Regions from separate parts of the Mus musculus genome. Here region 2 is linked to region 1. The links are chromatin contacts, called in public Hi-C maps. All regions are on one chromosome and are shown on one strand. The core of a region is the stretch at or near the end of the contact, and the rest is flanking DNA. Distances in the headings are between cores, read along the strand shown. Region 1 overlaps Pdzrn3 (PDZ domain containing RING finger 3). Region 2 has its middle 37 kb from the start of Gm34335.

What was found. A called contact is a pair of places that touch in the nucleus more often than the background predicts.
Region 2: a Hi-C map of uterus shows a contact between it and region 1, with 2.0 times the contacts expected there. The contact joins two enhancer-like sites. A contact is called at or near these places in 7 of 484 Hi-C or Micro-C datasets (cerebral cortex, myocytes, nephron progenitors and 2 more) and 4 of 115 datasets of contacts at active chromatin or transcription factors (astrocytes and embryonic stem cells).

Annotation. Positions count from the first base shown.
Region 1 is chr6:101,274,709-101,281,080 of GRCm38.p6, reverse strand. All of the region lies in intron 3 of Pdzrn3 (PDZ domain containing RING finger 3), which reads left to right. The region is part of intron 1 of Gm33934 (predicted gene, 33934); the gene reads right to left. Among named protein-coding and RNA genes, the nearest start is that of Gm33934, 6.0 kb to the right of the region's middle. Within about 2 kb of position 2,675, at least 20 of the 459 cell types and tissues checked have an H3K27ac peak or open chromatin away from gene starts, as enhancers often do. A contact at or near this core is called in uterus, where this site is marked.
Region 2 is chr6:101,479,500-101,485,871 of GRCm38.p6, reverse strand. No RefSeq gene overlaps it. Among named protein-coding and RNA genes, the nearest start is that of Gm34335, 37 kb to the left of the region's middle. Within about 2 kb of position 3,146, at least 68 of the 459 cell types and tissues checked have an H3K27ac peak or open chromatin away from gene starts, as enhancers often do. A contact at or near this core is called in uterus, where this site is marked.

The DNA of each region.
Region 1 (6,372 bases), core at 1,426-3,925:
CTCAGCGAATGCACCCCCCCATTCATTTCCTGCTGCTTTCCCAAAAGCTTTCTGCTTCCTTTCTGCCAGTTGAATCTGTTTGCTCCTAAATGGAAACAGCTTCCAGAAAGCACTCACCAGCAGTACTGAATGAGGGGGGGATTTGTGTCGCCTGCTGCGCTGTACTGGGGCCGAGGTCTGTTTGAAGGCTCTCATCTCTACGCTAGATCACCATACTGCACTCTGGACCTTTCACCAGCTGCTCCGTTTCTGCACTCCTAGCTTTCAGTTATTTGAAGTGCTCTGATCCATTTTCTTCCATCCCATTTCCCATGCTCCTTGGGGAAAAAAACGTGGGCTTTTTCTCCTGGCAAGGAATCACCACATATTTTATTTGCTACTTGATGCTTTTTATGTGTGAGTGTGCATTATGCCTATATATGAATACATATATGGATATATGAACATGTGTGAGCAGATGTTGTTATTGATAACTTTTAAAATAGCTTCATCTGTTTTTTGTTTGTTTGTTTGTTTGTTTTTGTTTTGTTTTTGTATAAAGCTCTTTGGGAATACCCTATCATGTCCCCTCTAAATAATAAGAATTCCTTCTCATCAGCTATCTCTACCTTTATTTTCTTGTCATATCTCATTAGCTAGGACATTGTGTGCTTTCCTGAGACCTACCTTTCATTTAGACGCATACCACTGAGGGTGTGAGTGAATTCATAGTTAACACTTGGGTCCCAAAGTAGCATGCTTCAAGTTATATCATTAACTATAAAAGCTGTGGCCTTACAGAAGTAATTCATCTCCGATGCAAATTCCAAAGAGCCTATCTTCCTTAGGTGGGTATCACCCTCCACAGACAGTGACAGCGTTCTGAGATGACAGTCAGTACATTTCTACAATACAGATACTTGCTCGATGCCGGATACCACATTAAGAGGTAAAGTTTCCGAGTAAAGCACCAGGCATTTGGTTTGAGATACTGTGTTGTGCCTCTGTGCTGACTGTGTGGGGGAGTACGGTATGGACATGACGCAGCCACAAATTTCTGTTCCCCTAGTTTTTACTAAGGAAGGGCTAACATCACCACCACCACTACCACCACCATCACCAAGTAACTCTATCCTGAGAAGGGAAAAATCTGTCCATCCAGTTGCAAGACTAAATGTAAAACTAGACAAAGAACCTGAATGAATAACAGGTCTCAGAAAACAAAAGAGGTCAGATTTCACCGAACTGTTTAATTCTCAAACTCTCTGAAAACTGGCCCTCCTGCAAAGTCCATTTTGTTGCTGCAGAGACTGAGGCTGAGGGGATAGAGAACGTTTTGGGCCTGGTTACAGGGTAGTGAGAAATCTGAGCCTTCCTGAATGTGCATTTAACTGTAGAACATGCTGGCATATCACTGTGGTGAGTTTAAAAGCCTCGCATTGATGTAGCAGTAATCGGAGTGTTTAAAGTTAAATCTAAACTGACTCTCCATCAGAGCGGGTGGCTGGGTGCATACCTCGTGAGTGCCTTGTTTGCTAGTCCTCTAGGCTGGCGATCAGTGTTTTCAGAAGGTCAGAGAGTGGACATTTCGGGTCGGGAGCTATTACTAGACTGTCACAGTTTCTTGGCTCTCCCAGCGAAGGAAAAAAAAAAGAGCCTTTGACAAAACTAAAAACAAGTGGGTGTGGCTGTGTTCCAATCAAAACTTTATTTCTGGAAAACAGAAATTTGAATTTCATAGACTTTCATACATCACAAAGTAGGATCATTTTGGTCACTTAAAAGCTCACAAGCCTCATTAAAAAAAAACCAAAATGGCCAGAAGGCCAGGTTTGACTCTTTAACCATAGATCTTAGTCCCTGCCCTCTGTGTATAAGTCTTAAATCTTAGAATGAATGTAGAGATGTGTATTTAGCCAATTCTTCAAGCTGCCCTTACTGGGGGGGGGGGGGGACATTTATTTTCCAAACCTGGGAGAGGCTTCTCCTGAATGGCAGCCCCAGCTAGAGAGTCGGGTTGGTTAATATCATCTTTGTCCTTAGCAGGTCTGATGAGGCGGCATAGGAGTAGCAGGATAGATTACTAGATGGTGTCCCCACAGCCTGGGAGATGTGTCAGTCTCACTAGGATCTGCGCCTCTCCCCGCTAGCGTCTTGCACAGGACTGAATATGTTTTGTAGAGATTGGTTTGTTTTTAGGTCATAGGGTGGAGGTCTTGATTCTGCTCTGCTGTGCTGGAGGCAACTCAGAGACCACAAAGCAGCGAGTGAGCCCAGCATCTTTTTCATCTGGCGCCATCTGACCACGCACCCCTCCCAAGTGCACATTTTGATCCTTGGAAGCTTGGCAAAGCTTTGGTCAGCTGATCTCTGCTTCTTAGAAATAAGAATTATTAGGCATGGGGAGTGGGGGAAGGACAGTCCGGGCTCTGGCTCTAAACTTGTTCAGAAGGCAAAAGTCTCATCCTTGGCTGAACAAGGCTAGAAGGAGGCGCAGCCGAGGTAGAGTCTACTCAGGAAGAAAATACGTTGACAGTGGGTCCCTGGAGCCTTCTCCCCTTGAGATGTGAGAAGTTCTCAATTCTTTCCTGCCAAGATCCCTCGTTTGATTCCCACAGCATCTCTAACTGGCTGCTGTCCCTTGAGGACACGCCTAGACTCAGGCTTTCTGCCAAAGCTGGAAGTATCACCACTTTGTGAAAATAGTCCCATGTCTTGCTACCCGTGCGAGGTGTGGGGCTGTACCTGGAACGCACTGAGCCTATGTCTAACGAAGAAGCAGAGCATGCTCAGGCCCCTTTTGATGTTTCCTCATCGTGGTCCCAAAAGTCAACACACCTCCCCATTCAGTACATATCCCTTTAAGATTCTGCTCTGCATTTCCCAGCAGGAAGCACCCCTTTGCTGGTTTCTCCTTCTCTTCCCAAGCATGGCCTTGTGCCCAAGCCCCCTTTTACAGCTTGCTGTGTTTCATTCAGGACTGTGGTTGCTTTCCTTACCATGGTAGTGCATGTCTATCTGCCTGAATGCTGATGCTACTCCTGTCTGTTCCTCTTTCTTTCCCATTTTCTGCCCAGAACTCCATCTCCAGTCCCCTGGCTGACCAGAGAGAATCCTGCAGAATAGGACGGAGGGAGGGAGGGAGGGAGGGAGAGAGGGAGGGGAGGGAGGGAGGGAGGGAGGGAGAGACAGAGAGACAGAGAGACAGAGAGACAGAGAGAGACAGAGAGAAAGAGAGACAGAGAGAGAGAGAGACAGAGAGAGAGAGAGAGGAAAATGAGGTTGGGATAGCTGCTCTCAGTGTTTCCCTGCCAAAATGCTTTTAGGATAACTGCAGGTAGAGAGGAAAGTTCACTACCCCTCTCAAAATGTATTCTGCAGGACACTTTAGCTCTCCTTTGTTTTTGTAATTATTAATATACAAGTTTTTGTTTTATTCAGAGATATAGTCTTATCGAAGTTGGATCCTCCTGCCTCAGCCTCCCTACTGTGAGAGCTTGGGACACTACGGGACACCATGGGACACCATGCTAGCTGCTTGCTCTCCACTGGATCAGTTTCTAATTGCTGGTACAGTTCCCATTCCGTTCTTCACAGCAATCCCCCTGCTCCCACTCTGCAAGGCAGTCTGACTGTATTTATGCCATCTACTCACTGTGGGGCCTACACTACACAGAGGCTGTGATCTGTGTGTGTTCACACAAAACTCTCACACTGAAAGCTGACAGTGTTCTCATACTAATTAGCAAATGGGACGTTTGTGGGGCGACGATGTTATAAGGGTGCTATCCTTATGAGAGAGGCCCAGAAAGCTGTCATGTAGCTTCTCTCGTGTGAAAACAGCAATAGGACACCTTCAGAAACCTGGGAGCAGTTCTTCCCAAGACACAGAAGCTGCTGGTGACTTGATCTTGGATTTGCCAGCTTCCAGAATAATAAGTATTGTTGTTGTTGTTGTTACAATAACTTGAATGGACTGAGGCCATAGATATATCTCTTTCCTCTCCTCCCCTTCCTCTTCAGGTTGTTCTAAGATATGGTAAAATACGTATAACATAAAATTTACCCTCTCCACCACTTTTCAAAATATTTTATTTAATTATGGGTATTGGAGGGTGGGGTATGTCCACAAGAGGCACCTACAGGAGACCAGAAAACAGTGTCAGACCCAAGAGCAAGAATTACAAGTGGTTGTGAGCCACCCAGTATGGGGGTTGGGCACCCAATTTGAGTCTTGCAAGAGCACGGGGGTTTCTTAACCTCTGTGCCATCTCCCAAGCTCCCTTAGCCATTTTCAGTATCCAGCTTGGGGCACATTAAAGACTTGGCTACTGTTGCACAACCATTGCCACTATCCGTTTTTGTAATATTTTGTAAACATCTCAAGCTGACTGTTTATCCATCAGGCATCAGATCCTTGTTCATCTCATGACCCTGCCGTGGCAAATGCCGTCGACTTTCTGTCTCTATAACTGCAACTCTATAATAGCAAACCTGAGCCACCCCCTTATTGGAATCGTAGTATTTGTAGCTTTTTGGCTGGCTTATTTGCACTCAGCATAACACCCTCTGTGCTCGGTCATGTTTCACTGTGTGTTAGCATCTCCTTCGTCCTGAAGGTTCAGTTGTACTCTCTCCTGTGATTCACCACACGTCATCTGTTCACTAACTGAGGAATGCTTGGATTGCTTCCACTACTTGAGGCAATTTTGAATAATGATGCTCAGAATGGGGTTATCAGATGTTTCTTCGAGACCCTCCTTGCAGTTTAGGAGGAGGTGCATTTCCGGAACACATAGTAATCCTCTCTTTATTTTTGAGGAAATGCTGTATCTTTTATCTTGCAGTATTTGTGTTGTTTGCTTTGACCAGAAAGACTCCTGCTCACGTTCACCTTATGTGGCAGTCTGCATCAAAGCGCCTTACCTTAGCCATGTGTGTGTGTGTGTGTGTGTGTGTGTGTGTGTGTGTGTGGTCAGCTGGTTTTGTCTTATCTCACTTTGTTACATACTTTTGATGCTGGCAGTATTTTAAGTGGAATATTATATTGCAGGCATGCTACGTCATTGGACTTGTGAAATCTGAAACTGTTTTCAGAGCAGATGTGTAAATTACAGCTATGGACTCAGTTAAGTGGTACACTGAGCATTTCGGCTGCCACACTTATAGACTCTACAAGTACCCTCTCACTCTCAAAGACTCTCCTTAGTATTTCACAGCCAGCCAGCCTATTTTAAAAACCTCTCAGTATCCTTTCAAGCTTAAAACTGTCTGTGGTTTTAAATTTGAAGACTTTTATTATCTAATATCTATCGGTTCATAAGTAAGTTATAGGTGTTGAGGGTATATTAGTAAGTTAGCATGTTGTGGCAGAGTTGTGACTTCTTTTCATGTGGGGAGGCCCTATTTGATGCATCATTAGTAAGGTAGATTATAAACTAAGAGAGACATTGATCTGTTTATTGTATCATAACTTTCCCTATTAGTCCCACATATGACTTATCTGATGAACTAATGACAAGTCTCATTTAAGAAGTACTCACTGCAGGCCAAGCACCTAATCTAAGGTTATAGTTACTACATTTATCACTTTTATAAATTCAAAAGGAAATAGAACCGTCCTCTTCATTTGCCAGGTATAGAAAATGAGAGTCAGAGATGTGAACTCAATTAGCCACAGTCACAGAGGTAGGAAATGAAAGATCCAGGTTTGACCCTGACACCTTCCCACTATGCCACCCTTGGGGTGTGCATCCATGCCCACACTACTGCCTCCAGTTATTTGGAGCCTTCACCCCATCCTCCCATGATCATGGAACTTGAAGAGTCAGCATAAATGGAGAGTCTCCCAAACCCGGCACAGCTATAGAAACAGCCCAGCCTAGCAACCTATGCCTGCCATTGTGTGGAGCTTTGTCTATGGGTTATAGGAAAACTCTGTGCCTAAATCCATAGACAAATGAACACAGCCTGCAGCAGATCAAGACCATAAATGGATTTGTAGCAGGCAGCTCTGGAAGGTTTGGGCAGGTGTCCAGAACACTGTGTCCTGTAACAAGTGTAGACCTTTTCTGGAGTGTTTGCTTTAGATGTCAGAGCCGAGTGTAATTCTGGCCAGAGTCAATTCCATACTTCTCATGGGTACCTATTTATAGGCTTGAACTTATAGCTATTTTCCATCCCGCCTACATAGAGCCATAAAGGTAAAGATTGATCACTTGATTACCTAGATCTATCTATCTATCTATCTATCTATCTATCTATCTATCTATCTATCTCTATATACATATGTGTGTATGTATATATATGCATACATATATATAAATTAAAATAGCCTTTCAAGGACAGAGAAAGGGTTGATTCTGTTGTCTTAACGTGTTTCTGCATGTCAAG
Region 2 (6,372 bases), core at 1,897-4,396, 200 kb before region 1:
ATGCAGGGATCCATCCCATAATCAGCTTCCAAATGCTGACACCATTGCATACACTAGCAAGATTTTGCTGAAAGGACCCAGATATAGCTCTCTCTTGTGAGACTATGCCGGGGCCTAGCAAACACAGAAGTGGATGCTCACAGTCAGCTATTGGATGGGTCACACGGCCCCCAATGGAGGAGCTAGAGAAATTACCCAAGGAGCTAAAGGGAACTGCAACCCTATAGGTGGAACAACAATATGAACTAAGCAGTACCCGGGAGCTCTTGACTCTAGCTGCATATGTATCAAAAGATGGCCTAGTTGGCCATCACTGCAAAGAGAGGCCCATTGGACTTGCAAACTTTATATGCCCCAGTACAGGGGAACACCAGGGCCAAAAAGGGGGAGTGGGTGGGTAGGGGATTGGGGGGTTGGGTATGGGGACCTTTGGGATAGCATTGAAAATGTAAACGAGGAAAATACCTAATTTTAAAAAAAAAAAAAAAAAGGTAGGCTCAAAGCCATAATGTAAAAAAAAAAAAAAAAGCAGTTGGGACCCAGTCAGCTTGACTTTCTGAGTAAGAGCATCTCTAAGCAGAAGTCACCTCAGGGTGGCCATGAATGACACGGGACAGCCGGCCTGAGGATGACCACCAAGATTAGCTAGGTCAAGACATCAGGCAGCCCAAGCAGCCATGGCAGGCCCAGCAGATGCGGAGGCCTGATCGAGTGTCACCTCCCCTCATCTCCATCTGTTTGTTCGGCTGACCCCAGAGCTGGCCCCAGCTTTCTTTCAGGGCCCTCAGGCAGCTGGGACCTGAGGAAAATGAGTGTCATGAGAGGGTGTTTGGCAACTGTGTGTCTGATGTGTGCTCATAAGTCATGGCGGTGAGGCAGTGAGGTGTCAGCTTACCATTTCTGCATGCTTCCTCTCCACACAGCTCACCGTTGCCAGAGAGAGAGAGAGAGAGAGAGAGAGAGAGAGAGAGAGAGAGAGAGAGAGAGAGAGAGAGAGGAGGTGGGTGGTAGAAATCTCCACACCAGCTATTTAGGGAATGAAGTCTGTCTGCTCTGAGCCTTCACATCTTCCCTTATTCACCAGACTGAGAAAGGGGGGGAGGGTCTCGGTGGCCTCTGGACTATAAGTGCAAGCTTCAAACTAATCCTGGAATGTCTGACTCCTTGAATCCGAATAGCAGCTTGGCCAGTACCCAGCTATATGACCTCGGGGAAGTTGCTCAACTTCTGTGAACCTCAGTGTTCTCTTCTGGAAAATTATGCTGAAAACATTCAAAGATTTAATGGCATAATCTTATTGAGAGCCCGAGCACAGAGCCTACAGCGTAACAACATATCAGTATGACAACTGTTGCCGTTATTCAAATGTATACCCCAGAGACACTCATAGGCATGTCAGAGTTTTGCCCAGAGGATTTAGTATTCTTTAAGGAGAGAAAGGGTTGTGGTTTTTATTTGACATATAACTTTTGCCAAACTCCTGTAAAAAAAAAAAAAAAAAAAGAACCCAACCCAAATGGTGGGCCCGGAATGCCCACCTCTGGGTGCTCATACACCCATTGTCACACAGATGTCTACTGAAAATATCAAGTTCACAGCCTCATGAAAGAAGCAGGTAATAAGAAATCAAGATGAGGCTGAGGAGTCTTTGAGAAGACTACACACTGGATCTGGAAATTATCACTGAGATTCACAACTCATTTAATGCAGAGAACAACTGACCCTGTGATACCTAGTCCCAGCTGATATGTGTACTGTGTACAGCACAACCCCCACTCCTAAGGCTCCGGGAAGAGAGTAAAGTGGCGATAAAAAGGTGTGTGTGTGTGTGTGTGTGTGTGTGTGTGTGTGTGTGTGTGTGTGTGTGTGTTTGCGCGTGAACACGTGCACACACTTATCTGTCTGTCTGTGTTCATGTATGTGAACATGTGCCCATGAACATTTTCAGGGGCCAAATGTCAATATCAGGTATCTTCATTAATCACTTTCCACTTTATATTTTGAGACAAGTTCTCTCCCTGAACCTAGAGCTGGCCAATTCGACTGACCTTCCTCACCAGCAGCCTCCCTGGACCCTCCTCTCTCTGTCCCCCGAGCTCTGAGATGGCAAACATGCACCTCCAGCCCATCTCACTTTTATAGGAGTGCTGGGAATCAAAAATGTAGGTCCTCATGGCTGTGCCCCAAGTGCTTTACCAACTGAGCATCTCTTAGGCTCCATTTCTCTTTAGCTTCAATGTTAACTCTGATCGATTGCTAATGGCTGCCTAAAGTTGAAAAGAGCAATATACTTGGCAGTGTCCATCACAATCATGGGTACATGTCCATCGGTCACTAAGATGGCCTTCGGTTCTTTCTGAAGCTACCCATGGCCTTCATTAGAACTCCTCTCTCTTGAGCTCTCTATATGACACTGCTATGAGTTACTTTCTCCTTTTGAAGGAAGCACTCCCGTTCTCAGATGGAAAAAAGGCAAAACAGCCTTCTGCCACCAAAGATGTATCTCCTTTCAGCCTTCCTCTGATTCACTGTCTTGAATCTGGGTCATCTCTCCCCACCCACCAGCAACCTCAGCTGAAGTAGCTGCTCTCCATAGCACTTCAGCATTTCATATCCTCGGGACCTGCTTTCTTTCTAGTTCAGAATGTCTTTGGTGTTGGGGGTGGGAAAGGCAAACCTCTCCTCCAGCAATTTCTTCTTCTAATGTGTTTCCTCCCCCATGTCAAAGTCTGTTGGAAACACAGAAACCTCAGCTCGCTGGGGGTTAGCCACATATCTAAGTACATCCATCACTTCTTCCAACCCTGGTTTTTATCAAGATGAACTCCTCTGCCAGGGCACAAGAAGCATATCTCACCATGTAGCTGGCATGATCAATAGCACTGTGCCCTTTCATGGGCCACCGTAGGCATTTTGTTTTCCACACTGTAAGCCCTTCAGGATGTCTGCTTTGCAGCTGACGTGTTGGCAGAGCCTTCAGGCTCCTTTCTTAACTGCGGCTCGATCGGGTCCAGTTCAAGGAAAACTTATTGAGTAAAAACAAAATCTGTGCACAGCATGCTGCTGGCCGCAGGTTCTGCAGCAAAGGAAATTCCATTGCAGGGGAATGTCAGCCAGCCCCAGATGATCCAACTTTCTAGCCCTCTGCAAGCAGCCAGAAAGCTGAGCTGACACATGGATCCCAGCAAGCTCACTGCAGCAGGATAGACTGGCAGGATTTACCTCCTCAGCTTTTGCCTCAGTCAGAAAAAAAATTACCAGAACCATTCAGACTAAAGGAGAATGGTGAAAAGTGAAGAAGAGGGGGAGAAAGTGTCTTGTTTAAAATGTTGGTTCCCAGGCACTGACCAGCTCCTAAGAGGATCATCCCTGAGGGCAGATCCTGTGTGTGTGTGTGTGTGTGTGTGTGTGTGTGTGTGTGTGTGTGTGTTTTGTTTTATAAAAATATAAGGAGAAAAGGAATATGTTTCGTGGATGTTTAATCAGGTGTGGGGGAAGGGGATATCTCTGCAGGGGCCCATGCTGAGGCATCCCTTCCCCCTGAGGGACCAGCCACATGGTATAATATAGAATAGAGTTTATTCAGTGCATGGGGAAGGGAGTTGAGAGAGAAGTAGAGAGAGAGGATGGAGAGGGAGGGAGAGAGAGAGAGAGAGAGAGAGAGAGAGAGAGAGAGAGAGAGAGAGAGAGAGAGAGAGAAGAGGGGTAGCGGCCAGCCAAGAGCATGTAGAAAGAGAGAGCAGGGGGAATGGAGAGGGGGGAGCAGGAAGAAGAGGACAAAGCAAGAACAAGAAACCAAAAGAGAGAGAAGGGGGCAATCAGCCCCTTTTATAGTGAGCCAGGCATACCTGGCTGTTGCCATGTAACTGTGGGGAAGAACCTTGACAAAATGCCAACATTTTGTGTGTGTGTGTATGTGTGTGTGTGTGTGTGTGTGTCTGTCTGTCTGTCTGTCTGTCTGTCTATTTGTATGTCTATGTTTGTTTGTGTGTCTATACCTGTGTGTGTGTGTGTCTGTCTGTCTGTCTGTCTATTTGTATGTCTATGTCTGTCTGTGTGTCTATGCCTCTGTGTATGTGTCTGTGTGTGTGTGTCTGTCTGTCTGTCTATTTGTATGTCTATGTCTGTCTGTGTGTCTATGCCTCTCTCTGTGTGTGTCTGCATTTGTGTAGCAGAAGACGTGTTCCTCAAACACTATCTACCTTATTATTTTTTGACAGGGTCTCTCACTGGCCAAGTAGTTTAGTCTGGCTGGCCAGTGATCCCTTGTGATACCCTTGTATCTGCCTGCCCAGTTTTTGAATCATAAGCATGCACCATCATGCCTTGCTTTTATAACATGGGTTCTGGGAATCAAACTGAGGTTCATATTCTTATAAGATAAGCAGTTTACCAACTTAACCACCTTTCTAACTCACTAGGATTCTGATTTTCACATACACTGTGCATAGTCATGCTGGAGTTCCCATGTATGCACGGAACTCTGCAAAAAATCGGGCCTTCTTCCCAGATCAGTGAAGAAACATACCGCTCCACGTGGAACATATGAAGGGTTCAGAGCACTGATTTCCCAGAGGCAGGAAACGGTTTTAGCTCTGACCCAACCCATGACAGCTGTTTTGTGGAGTTCCTGTGGCCCACATGTAGGCTGTATACCATCTATTTTCTCTATCTAGTTTTATGTTCTAAGATGGACAAAGTTGGCAGCCACATCTGCTGATAAGAGGCAATGGGCAAAACAGGCTTCAACAATATTGGAAACAGCCCTGGTTTGAGTCTGAGAAGGTTCTGGACTGCTTCTGGCCATTGACTATTGCTTGCCTTAGTGAGTGTGATTTCTTGTAAATAATGAACTCTACAAAAATATCAGAGAGAAGAAAGAAAGGAAGAGGAGAGAACAGGAGGGAAGAATAAAATAGGAGAAGAGAAAAGTACAGGATTATAAATCAAGATCTTGGAAATATTTGAAATTTTGTTCATGGCCAATAACTCTACAGCATTCCCTCTTCCTTTGTCCTTTCAGATCCTCAGATCATTCTGCTGTCTATTATAGATGGCCCATTTATCCTAAAAGAAGCTGAGCTTGCTCCAGCACGAAGCATCAAACCCAAGGAGTCCAGTTGGCTGCCGTTCTAGTAACTTCAGTGTGTAGCATCTCCCAGTATTATACAGAGATGAAATGCAGAGATCAAATAATTTACAGATGGCATAAAATTATCCATAATTCCATAGTTATACAAAAGGTAACTTACAGTTGCATCTAATAAAATCACATGATTTTTAGCTAAAACACCTAGACACAGCTTTCCTCAAGTATATAATATGTTAATATAATATAATTCTGTCCATGAAACCAATGCACATTTTAAGCTGGAGAACTATGAGTATGTGCCAGTCCTAAGCACTATTCACACTGGGACTAGAGGTGGATCAAGAATCCAGGGCTCTACCTAGAGATGCCAGTGAGAACCCTCCCCAGACACTAAACCTTGGCTTGGATGATGTTCAAATAACCAGTGAGGAAGTAAACTCCCCCTGGATGAGAATACAGATACATTCTGACATATGTATGTTTTGTTTGTGACTCAGATACAACCAATACTATGCTCAGATTGTTTCGTTTGTTTAGTTTAGTTTAATTTTTTCTGAAATAGCAAACATTTCCTAGTAATGTTACAAGCAAGAATACAGTCTCCCCTTTTCTGGCTGCATCCTTGGAAAGAGCAGCGTGTGGTACTATTGCAAACAATGCTTTGTGTGTGTTTATGAAAATCATGGTCACAGAGTATAAACAGCTATATTTTCATCTGCAGCACATAGAAGAATGACAATTGAATGACTACCTGATCAGGAACACAGTTCAAAAACCCCTCCAAAGTTTAAGGTTACCATCTGATCCAACAGCTGTACTCCTGGACATGTGTGTTCAAGAGAGAGGTAATTGTATGCTTGTGTGAAATGTGCACATCAGTACCCCAAACAGCAATCCGGATAGCAAAAAGTGAAAGCAGTCTAGATGTTCATCAACTGATGGAGGAATTAAAATTATGATCTGTCTAGTAGCTGAGAAGATGGCACAGTAGGTAAAATCCTTGCCATCCATGCATGAAGAGCTATCTTCCACATAAAAAGCCAAACAAAGTGATATACACCGATAGTCTCGAAGCATAGCAAGGTAGAGACAGGAAGCTCCAGGTGCCTGCTCACTCCTCATTCTAGTCCAAGGTCCATTCTAGCCTGAGAAACAGAGAATGGCCCTGTTTCAAACACAGACGGTAGAACTAACTGTATCAAGAAAGACACGTGATCTAGATCTCTGGACTCTGCATGTTTACACACATGCAGATACACCCACAAGAACATGCACCCACA